Regions from separate parts of the Mus musculus genome. Here region 2 is linked to region 1. A link is a contact called in public promoter capture Hi-C data. All regions are on one chromosome and are shown on one strand. The core of a region is the stretch at or near the end of the contact, and the rest is flanking DNA. Distances in the headings are between cores, read along the strand shown. Region 1 holds the start of Tmc3 (transmembrane channel-like gene family 3). Region 2 has its middle 15 kb from the start of Tlnrd1.

Evidence for each region. Promoter capture Hi-C pulls out the DNA fragments that hold promoters and counts their contacts.
Region 2: a contact with region 1 is called in a promoter capture Hi-C map of hippocampal neurons, with 3 times the contacts expected there. The contact joins the enhancer-like site here to the promoter of Tmc3 in region 1. A contact is called at or near these places in 7 of 39 promoter capture datasets (the C10 cell line, hippocampal neurons, liver and 2 more), 1 of 484 Hi-C or Micro-C datasets (trophoblast stem cells), 1 of 115 datasets of contacts at active chromatin or transcription factors (pancreatic cancer cells) and 2 of 9 other capture datasets (adipose tissue and liver).

Annotation. Positions count from the first base shown.
Region 1 is chr7:83,582,984-83,587,674 of GRCm38.p6, reverse strand. It overlaps Tmc3 (transmembrane channel-like gene family 3), which reads right to left and starts at 2,744. Exons shown (of 23, transcript NM_177695.4): 1 at 2,495-2,744; 2 at 1,243-1,389. The coding sequence starts at 2,583.
Region 2 is chr7:83,866,801-83,871,278 of GRCm38.p6, reverse strand. No RefSeq gene overlaps it. Among named protein-coding and RNA genes, the nearest start is that of Tlnrd1, 15 kb to the left of the region's middle. Within about 2 kb of position 2,893, at least 10 of the 459 cell types and tissues checked have an H3K27ac peak or open chromatin away from gene starts, as enhancers often do. A contact at or near this core is called in hippocampal neurons, where this site is marked.

The sequences.
Region 1 (4,691 bases), core at 1,495-3,994:
CCCTGTTCTTAGGTGTGAATATCACATATTGAACACAAAGCTAGCACCCACAGTACTTAGCACATTTATTGTTCCATAAGCTTAAATTTGCAAAGTTCAAGGTTGAGTGGACATAAGGATCAAGCTGAATTGAATATTTAAAATGCTAGGGGCCAGGAATATAATCCAGTGGTCGAGTGTGGACTACTGTGTGGGAAGCCTTGGATTCTAACCCCAGTATCACAGAGATGAGAGGTGGGAGAGGGCTGGGGAGGCTGGGTTCATCTCCCATTGGGTCTGCGGGACTGCACAGACAGTGTTTTTGAAGGCATATTTAGCTGAGCTGTTGACATTTTGGGCAACACTGTTGTTTATCATTGCTTCAGCTTTAACCAGAGGACCTACATCTAGAGAGGTTAGGGAACTTGCCCAATATCAAACAGCTAGAGATCTGAGGAGGTAGTATTTGAGTTCAGGGAATCTGCCTTCAAAGTATAAGCACTTAACTATGACTGAGACAGACTCTCTAATAGACTCAAATATCCTAATAACCTGGCTTCCTGAAGAGATTTCCTTCCCTAGGGAGATAAAAGCAAGGACGTGAAGTAGAAGTCTCTTTGATTCTGGCTCTCACCCTGTCTCCTGTGAGTTTGGAGACAATGTGAAAATCCAGTGTTTGGAAAAAATATGGGCAACTCTAAACTCTACGGAAACAATATAATACACTACACTACACACACACACACACACACACACAGAGAGAGAGAGAGAGAGAGAGAGAGAGAGAGAGAGAGAGAAACATATGCACATACCACACACATAAGTGTATACACACATCACACACACATACACACACATAACATCACACAAACACACACACACAGACAAGCATATGTACACACCACACACATAAGTATATGCACACACATCACACACACATACACACACCTAACATCACACATATACACATACACACACATACACACATACCACACACAATACTCTCATGCACACAGCACACTCTCACACACTCACACAATACCCACACTCACACACCCTCACACACAAACCACATACACACACACACACACACACACACACACACACACACACACACGCGCGCACATATTCACAGGCACTATAACAGCTATGTCTAGATGGTCCCATCAAGCATCTTTGGAACTTCTCTGAGTGAGATGCAGGATGGTCACAGTTCTTGAATCAAAACTCTTATTAGTGAATGCTGTGTAGGCCCTTCCTTACCTCAGTGCCCGCAGTTTCTGCCCCATGGTCCAGGGTCTGCAGCGGATATTTGCCATGAGATCTTTCTGAAACTGTATATTCTGGAAGATTTGTTCCGGATCACTGCTGTCTCCCGTTTCATCAGCATTAAAGCTGTCATCGGAGTTACTGGGTGGAAAAGGGGAATCATGGAGGAAATCTGATTACAGAATTGCTTTCAGCAAAGGGCATCTTTCTTGTGTAACTTCTGCATCTCACTGTCCCAGGGTCATCTGTAGTGTGTGTGTGTGTGTGTGTGTGTGTTTGTGTCCATAGACTGACAGAATTTGGTAATGTCAGCAGTCCTTAGAAACTCATTTGTAGATTCTATTACTTCAGTGGTCAGTGAAAAGGAATAAGTTCTCATGGCAAACGACAGCAAAGGAGAGAGGAGAAGAGGAATTCCCACATTTGATTCCATTTTTGAGGAACAGTAGTTTTGAGAAGGGACACAATGTCATCTATAGGCTCACTGAGGTGAGGAGCAAAGCTTGGAGACACAATTCCTCTTTCTCCCACTCTAAAGGTAAAAGAAACAAACATGTGGCCTGTGTTGCCTGGAGATGCCTCTCTGTTGTGTTCATTTTAAACACAAGATAAGAGGTGAGGCAGGCAGTGGTTTTTACAAACAACAACAACAACAACAACAACAACAAAATGCGTTAAATGACTGCATTGGGCAAACTCCTTAGGGCATAGCTACTGTGTAGAACAATTTTTCAACATTTAACAGGGACTTTCTTCCATAGTAATTCTAAATATGTAACTCAATATTTTTTTAAGGAGATGAGTAACCTATGGCTTTTGCAAAAGAACACATTTCCTCTCATTTTGATCAGGAAGTCTTTTATTTCCTCAAAGGAAAATTTCTCTAGAGTTAGAGGAGGTTTCAGTATTTAACAGAAAATCTTCCCGAAACACACCTAAGACGTTCAGTTCTCATCCCCGCCCACATCCCCGTGCTCAGAAGCGTTTTCCAGCAGACACCTGATTTATCAGAGGCAGCAGATGGCTTGTCTGCTCTCTTCCGACGCTAGCAATTGAGGAAGCAGGGAGAAGCAGATGAAGCCCATGTGTGGAATTGGCAGGCAACAAAATAAGTGCAGGATACAGGCTTTGGAGCTGGGAGCTTGCAACTGTCTTCCTCTCTGAGCATTGCTGTGGTCGCCACCCCAGTTCCTCATGACCCCAGAGAAGTAAGTTTCTGCACTGGAGAACCCAGCAAGGCACTCACCCAAGAAGCAGGGAGTCCTGGTAGAGATAACACTGGCTGGCGTTTCTCCGAATGCTTCTGTAGCGCTGGGATGCCTTTGAGGTTTTCATGAGGCCTGGTCTGTAGCCAATGGTCCCTAGGGATAGCCAGGGAATTGGAAAGCCTTGATTTTGCAGGCAGGGTTCTGTTCCAAATGAGCTGTCTGAAAGAGGCCTGCAGAGTTGACCTGCTCTCCTCCTTCAGAAACAGGAGCAAATGTCTGCCTGCATCTGGTGCTCAGGGCAGAAAAACCAGGAGGGCAGCCAGGGTCATACATATGTAACAGTGAGGTGGGTGTGTTCACATTGATTGGCTAAGATCGGGACAGTTGGAGGCGTGGCCCAGTAGCCTAGGGCTGTCTTGGTTCTTCCTAAAGTCCATCAGTAATCTCTTGTGCCCAGACAGGGCTCAAAGACTTGCAAACTCCTCTACATCTGACTACAGCTGGCAGTTGCTAAACACTTTAGGAGCATAGGAGGCAGGGTGTGGTGGGTCTCTCCAGAAGAGACTTAGAGACAGCAAGTGCACTGCCTATCCAGGCACAGACAATAGCACTCTATTCTTTTCTCCCTCTACATCTTTTTGATTTTGTACTTTGAAAGATGTCAAGCTTACAGAAATGTTGACATCACAGTACCATGAACCTCTGGCTACTTTCAAGCATTAACCATTTACATGTTGCCACAGTTGTCTCAGTACCACCCATGTTTTCCCTGCTACCTACCTACCTGCTACCTAACAAATGCTTAGAAACCAGTAAACTCTAGAAATAATGATGTTTCAACCTTCAAGACTTCCATGTTCTAGTAACAAAAAACGGGATTACTTTAGTTCTAGTCTTACATGTATTAAGTATGGACATATCAGTATGCATAATGACCCATAAAGCTGAGTTTGAGAAAAATTAAGATTTTTATTTATTTCATATTATTTTATTTTCATCTCAGGGCTGGAGAAATGTCCCATAAATTAAAAGAATTTGCTACTCTTGCAGAGGACCTAAGTTCAGCCCACTAACCACCTCTAACTCAAGCTCCAGGGAACCTCTTCTATCCTCTATACATGGTTCTCGTTTCTCTCTCTCTCTCTCTCTCTCTCTCTCTCTCTCTCTCTCTCTCTCTCTCTCTCTCTCTCTCTCTCTCTCAGAAATGCTTAGAAAACAAGACTCTGGAAATCCATGTATGTTGGAGGTCAAAAAATGTATAGCTTTAGAAAATGTGGCATCTTGCCCATACAAAGGCCAAATGGGGCCCATTCCCTTATCGCCTGCATGTTTCCTTTGTTAGCTGTACACTGGCTTTTTAGCCAAACATCTTATCCCCGGCCAAGGCCTTTGGTGCACTTGGGAATTACAAACCTGTTTGCTAGTGAACACCCAGAGCCCTGGCTGCTTGCAGGGAGTTAACACACTTGTGTGTAGCTGAGCAGGCTAATGCAGTGCTAGAAAGCATGGCTCAGCTCTGCTGAACACTCTGTCTTGCCCACATTAAGAACTCTACATGAGCAGAGGTCAGGGCAGTGCCCCAGACAACAGAGCAGAAGGAAGGCACAGACAACCACAAAGTGTGGGAATGGGAGAGGGTCTCATTCATTTGTTCATTTATTTTTCATTTATTTTTCTTTTAATTTATTATAGCAATAACTCCTTCTATTGGCCACAAGTAAAAACTGGTGAGAGGCAAAAGAGAACTCTTAATTCTCTCCTTACATTTGTTTTAATATGTTACTGTGGCTATTGAGAAAATGAATTTTAAAATAATGTTAACTTTAAATTATTTTTAATTGACACAAGATTGTACATATTTAAAGGTATTGTGTATTATGGTGATATACAATAAAGTGTAAACAGAGCCAAATTAGACTAATGAGCAAACCTGTGGTCTGAAGTATTTAGCATTTCCTTGTGTTAGGAACATTAGAAAATCCCAATTTCTGGCTATTTTGAAGTGTGCAATAAATTTAAATAAAAGTATTTCACATAATGTCATTTGTAGGGTGCTCTTTGTGGTTTCTATGGTTTGAAGTCCCCAGACTTCTGCTAGGGACATGTGGACGAGGCTCTTGACAGTTGGTCCTTACGGTCCTGTGTGTGAACCCCTATCCTTCAGGGTTCTACTGCTCTGGACTCCAGAGATGGGGCAGAAAGTGAAAATGCAGGTGCATCGTTCTGAATGCTTGA
Region 2 (4,478 bases), core at 1,644-4,143, 280 kb before region 1:
TTATAAAACTACTCACTGTATTGTGCTAGAAACTAAACCTGAGTCCTCTGCAAGAGTGATAAGTGCTCCCGAGCCCCAAAGGGAGCCTGTTGTTAAGATCAGAAAAAACAGGGATCAAAGCCATAATTTAGAATCTTATTCCCCCATCATTGGGGTTACAATGCATAGGATGGAAAGATGTATATATATATGATGTATATGTATATGTACACACACATAGATAGATAGATAGATAGATAGATAGATAGATAGATAGATAGATAGATAGGCACACACCTTTAATCCCAGTACTTAGGAGGTAGAGAGAGGCAGGCAGATCTCAGAGTTAGAGGCTAACCTGGCCTACAGAGTAAGTTCCAGGTCAGCCAGGGCTACATAGAGAAACCCTCTTTTGAAACAACAACAAAAACAAAACAGAAATTTTATTTCTTTGTGTATTTTGTGAACACGTGTGTGTGTGTGAGTGTGTGTGTGTAGTGTCTGTGAGAGTACAATGATACACATGTAAAGTTTAGAAAATACCTTTGGGAGTCTCTCCTGCCACCACGTGGATCATGGAGATTCGACTCCAGTCAACTCAGGCTTGGCAACAAACACCTGCAACCCACTGGTATGTTTTATCTTGGTCTTTGAAGTGACTTAGATTCAGAAACTCATCACTCTTTAAAAGAAGTTAGGAGGTATTTGATATGGAGCTTTTGTTTATTTACAGTTTGCCCAAAGTATAAAAAGAGAGATTCCAGAGTTCTCTGGCTTTTCTCCATAGTGATAGAATTTTATAGAAACAGTGAAGGGAAGCCAGGAAATGCGCATGTTAATTGACTGTCCAAAAAGGGAACACTGTCCCTTTTTTTAAGAGTGTCTCTTCTGCAGGGGCCACTGTGCTGGAATGATCTGTTGTCTGAGCCCTGGTTGCCACGTGAGACCACCCTCACTGGGCTCACTAACATTCCAGGAAAGGAGAGACCATGTCTCCTCAGTCCCAGCCATCCCAAGGATATAAAAACAGTTAACAATTGTTAGCGGGCAGGGAAGGGGGTTGGGGTGGGGGGGGAATTCTTTGGTGGTGTAGCTGTCCTTAAACAATCCCAATTAAACTCATGGGCTCACTAGGCTGGATTTAGATTTGTTTGATGTGCCCTGGCCCTCCCTATCTGGAGTGAATAGAAATAGAGTCCGCAGGGAAAGTCATGCATCAGTGTCCTAGGCTCTGGATATTCGTGCACAGCATCCAAAGGCCAGGCCACTTAGCTGATCACCTGCCCTGAGGGAAGCCCAAACATATCTCCATGCCTCACTCTTGTCACAGGGCTGTCTGGATATCTAGATATTCAGGGCCCCTTCCCCCAGCAGCCTGAATATACATTTAGGCTGACAGTTTCTGGAAACTTCCTTGAGGCTGAGCATCAGTGATGCAAATGCACCATTCCTTACTAGAATCAAAGCTTCTGCTATAACCTGCTTTCCAGTACTGGCTACAATCATCTCAAGTCCTGCAAGGCTCAGGAATGTCTGTGGCATTTTTGTTTGTTTTGTTTTGTTTTGTTTTGTTTGAGGCAGGGTCTCTCTATGTACCCTTGGATGTCCTGGAACTTGCTGTGGGCACCCAGCTGGCCTTGACATCAGAGATCACCTGTCTTTGCCTCTCAAATGCTATTAAAGACTTGCACTACTGTGCCTGGCAAATCTGTTTTGTTGTTGTTGTTGTTGTTTTGTTGTTGTTGTTGTTATTATTATTGTTGTTGTTGTTTTGGAGGAGCTACATAGACTGTGACAGAAATCTCTGTCCAGAGTCCTTTGAATCACCCCTTGGTCTTGGTCTTTATCTTTACTATCTCTATGAATATCAGTTTTGAGTCTTTCTCTGCCGCTGCCCATCCTCCCAACCCCCACTGGAAGGAAGATGTCACATTAGTTTCCCAGATAATCTATACACCCACTACTTGAAATTGACACATTATTGTGATTTTTGTTGGTGACTTATTCTCAGGGAGAGAAGTTTATGCACCTTTAGAGGGAAAAGAGGGTCATGTTGGTGTTGTGTGATTGATTTTTCCTGGGGACACATGAACAGATTGTCTGTTCACCCCAGATAGAGAATTTGATGTCAGATCAAAGGAACAATTCTAGCCAAGCCTAGATTACCAATAATCTCATTTATTGACAAACCAATGATCTTACTTACAGGAGCATGATGGTTAGTTTATAAAGTGTGGGTGACACCAGAATAGTGGCATCACTGCAAAGCCCCACCTTAGCAATGATGATCTCATATAAAACTGCATCATGAAATCCTACCTTCAGTTAACCTTGCATTTCTTAAATACTGAGAACTTCCCAAGATCATGTGCAACTGGGAGGGACAGAAAGAGAGGTGACTACTATCTCAGTTCTATGATCTCCCTTTGCCCCTCCAGGGAATAGTAACAGTCCTATACATTTGCTATAGACCTAGAATCCCACTGTGTTCTGTTGTCACGGCAACTGGGCCAGGCATTCTATAGGTCACTACAACAATCTGGGCTCCGAGATGGTGAGGGAGTTGTAGCAGACTCTGTGTGTTTGTGTGTGTGTGTGGTGTTGGGGACAGAGGGATAGCTTTATTCCAACAGCTGGGGACAGTGTCAGCTGAGCATATAGCTTCTGATGCTGTGAGTGGATATTGACAACCGTGGGCCCTAGCTTCGTTATTTTCCTTAACACTGAAGCTTTGGGAAATAGATGCCTTCTGTAAAGATGAGCTGGCTGAGTGGTGATGCCTGCCTGGTACTGCCGTGCAGAAAGAAGCAACAGAATTTGTAGGCTGCAACTCCATGCATGTCTTTAGGTGACAGCATTGCTTAGAAGCTTTACCTTCTGGTACAATTTGGAAGCCTTTGGATGTTACATAATGTTCTGGGGAATAGGGAGTTGGCCTTAATTGTCACCCAGAACAGTGGTTCCAAGATGTTGGCTGACGATCAGAGCATATCCATGACAAAGATCTCATGTCTGGGCAGAATGGAAAAGAACATTGTGAAATGTCAGCAGCTACTTATAATGTACTCAAGTACCTTCATAGAATTCTTATTCTAAGAGTATACCCTACCCCCATCTTTCACGAGAGGTTATCTTATGGAAATAGTAGCAGTAGTTGTCATTTGTAAAATCTCTCTTCCATTAGAAAAATAGCAACCTAATTTTGATATATTTAGCAGCGAAAGGAATGTATTACTTTACTTAGAAAGCCTAGTCTGGGAACCATTAGCCTTAGGGGTCCATGAAACTATCCTGAGCCCTAGGTTTGTTTGAGTTGGTGCTATTGTGCTGACAGTGCTGAGGCTCAGCACCCTATCAGTAGCTTATGGAGCAGCCGGCTCTCTTAGGGGACCCCCCTCAAGCAAAGCTGGAGCCTTGGCTACGGCGTAAGAAAAGAATCTTAGGTTGAACCAGGGTGAAGTGAAGTTAGAGTGTTTGTTGTAAAGATGATAGTACAGTTTTTTGTATCGAGAATTTGGGTTTCTTTAAGAATCCAGTTATGTTATATGAATATGTTTTTGATTTAGTCTTAGGTGTGGGATATGGGGCTGCCTTGGATAGTCCACAGCAGCAGACTATGATTTGTCTCACTCTCTGGGAGGGGAGTGATTTTGCCAGTTGAAGATCCTCTGTATTTGGGATTCTGGTCTTGAGAGGGTACAAAAGTGCCACAGCCTGAGAGGCTGCTGAGATTGCTGCTCCCCCTGTTGCTGCTGGTGGCTGTTTTTGCAGTTTGTCAAGTGATCAGAGCAAAGACAGAAGAAGAAATTGGATATCCTGACCGAGAAGGTCAAACTTGCTGCAAGGAACTCGACACCCTTAATCAACAAGAGAGATCAACACCCCCTTTCCCCTCTGACCTCCTTTCTCACCTACCTAATGTTGTAGGGTTGGAAGGGATTGGAGTGGAAAAGGTGTTAGATATAAGAACACAATAAAGTAACCAAAAAACACTTTAGATTTAAGTTTGGGGTGGGTGGATGGGGTATTTAGGAGAACTTCAGTACACACTCAGATCTGAGCACATACTTCTGAGAGTTACCTTGGGTGTCTTTATAACGGCTAGAGATGACTCTTCGTCATCCTAATTTGCACTGTTTAAAAGTTATACTTTACAGTATTATAATGATTAAGTCAAGTTTAAACATTTAAGTAAAAGAGGGTGGGGCTGGAGAAATAGCTCAGTGAAGTGTTTGACAAGTGTCATGAAGGCCTTATGCAAAAGGGCTAGACATAATCTCAGCATGGGCGGGAAGAAGAAATAGGAAGCAACTTTGGGGTTGTTGGCTAGTAAGCCTAGCCCAGTTGGTGAATTCCAGGTTGCAATAAAAGCCCTTGTCTCAAAAACTGAGGTGGACAGAAGAATGACACTGGTGGGTGACCCATGACCTTCACGTGTATGCAAATATACAAGTCTCTTCACACATACACGAACATACACACGTACCCGTATCCCTACA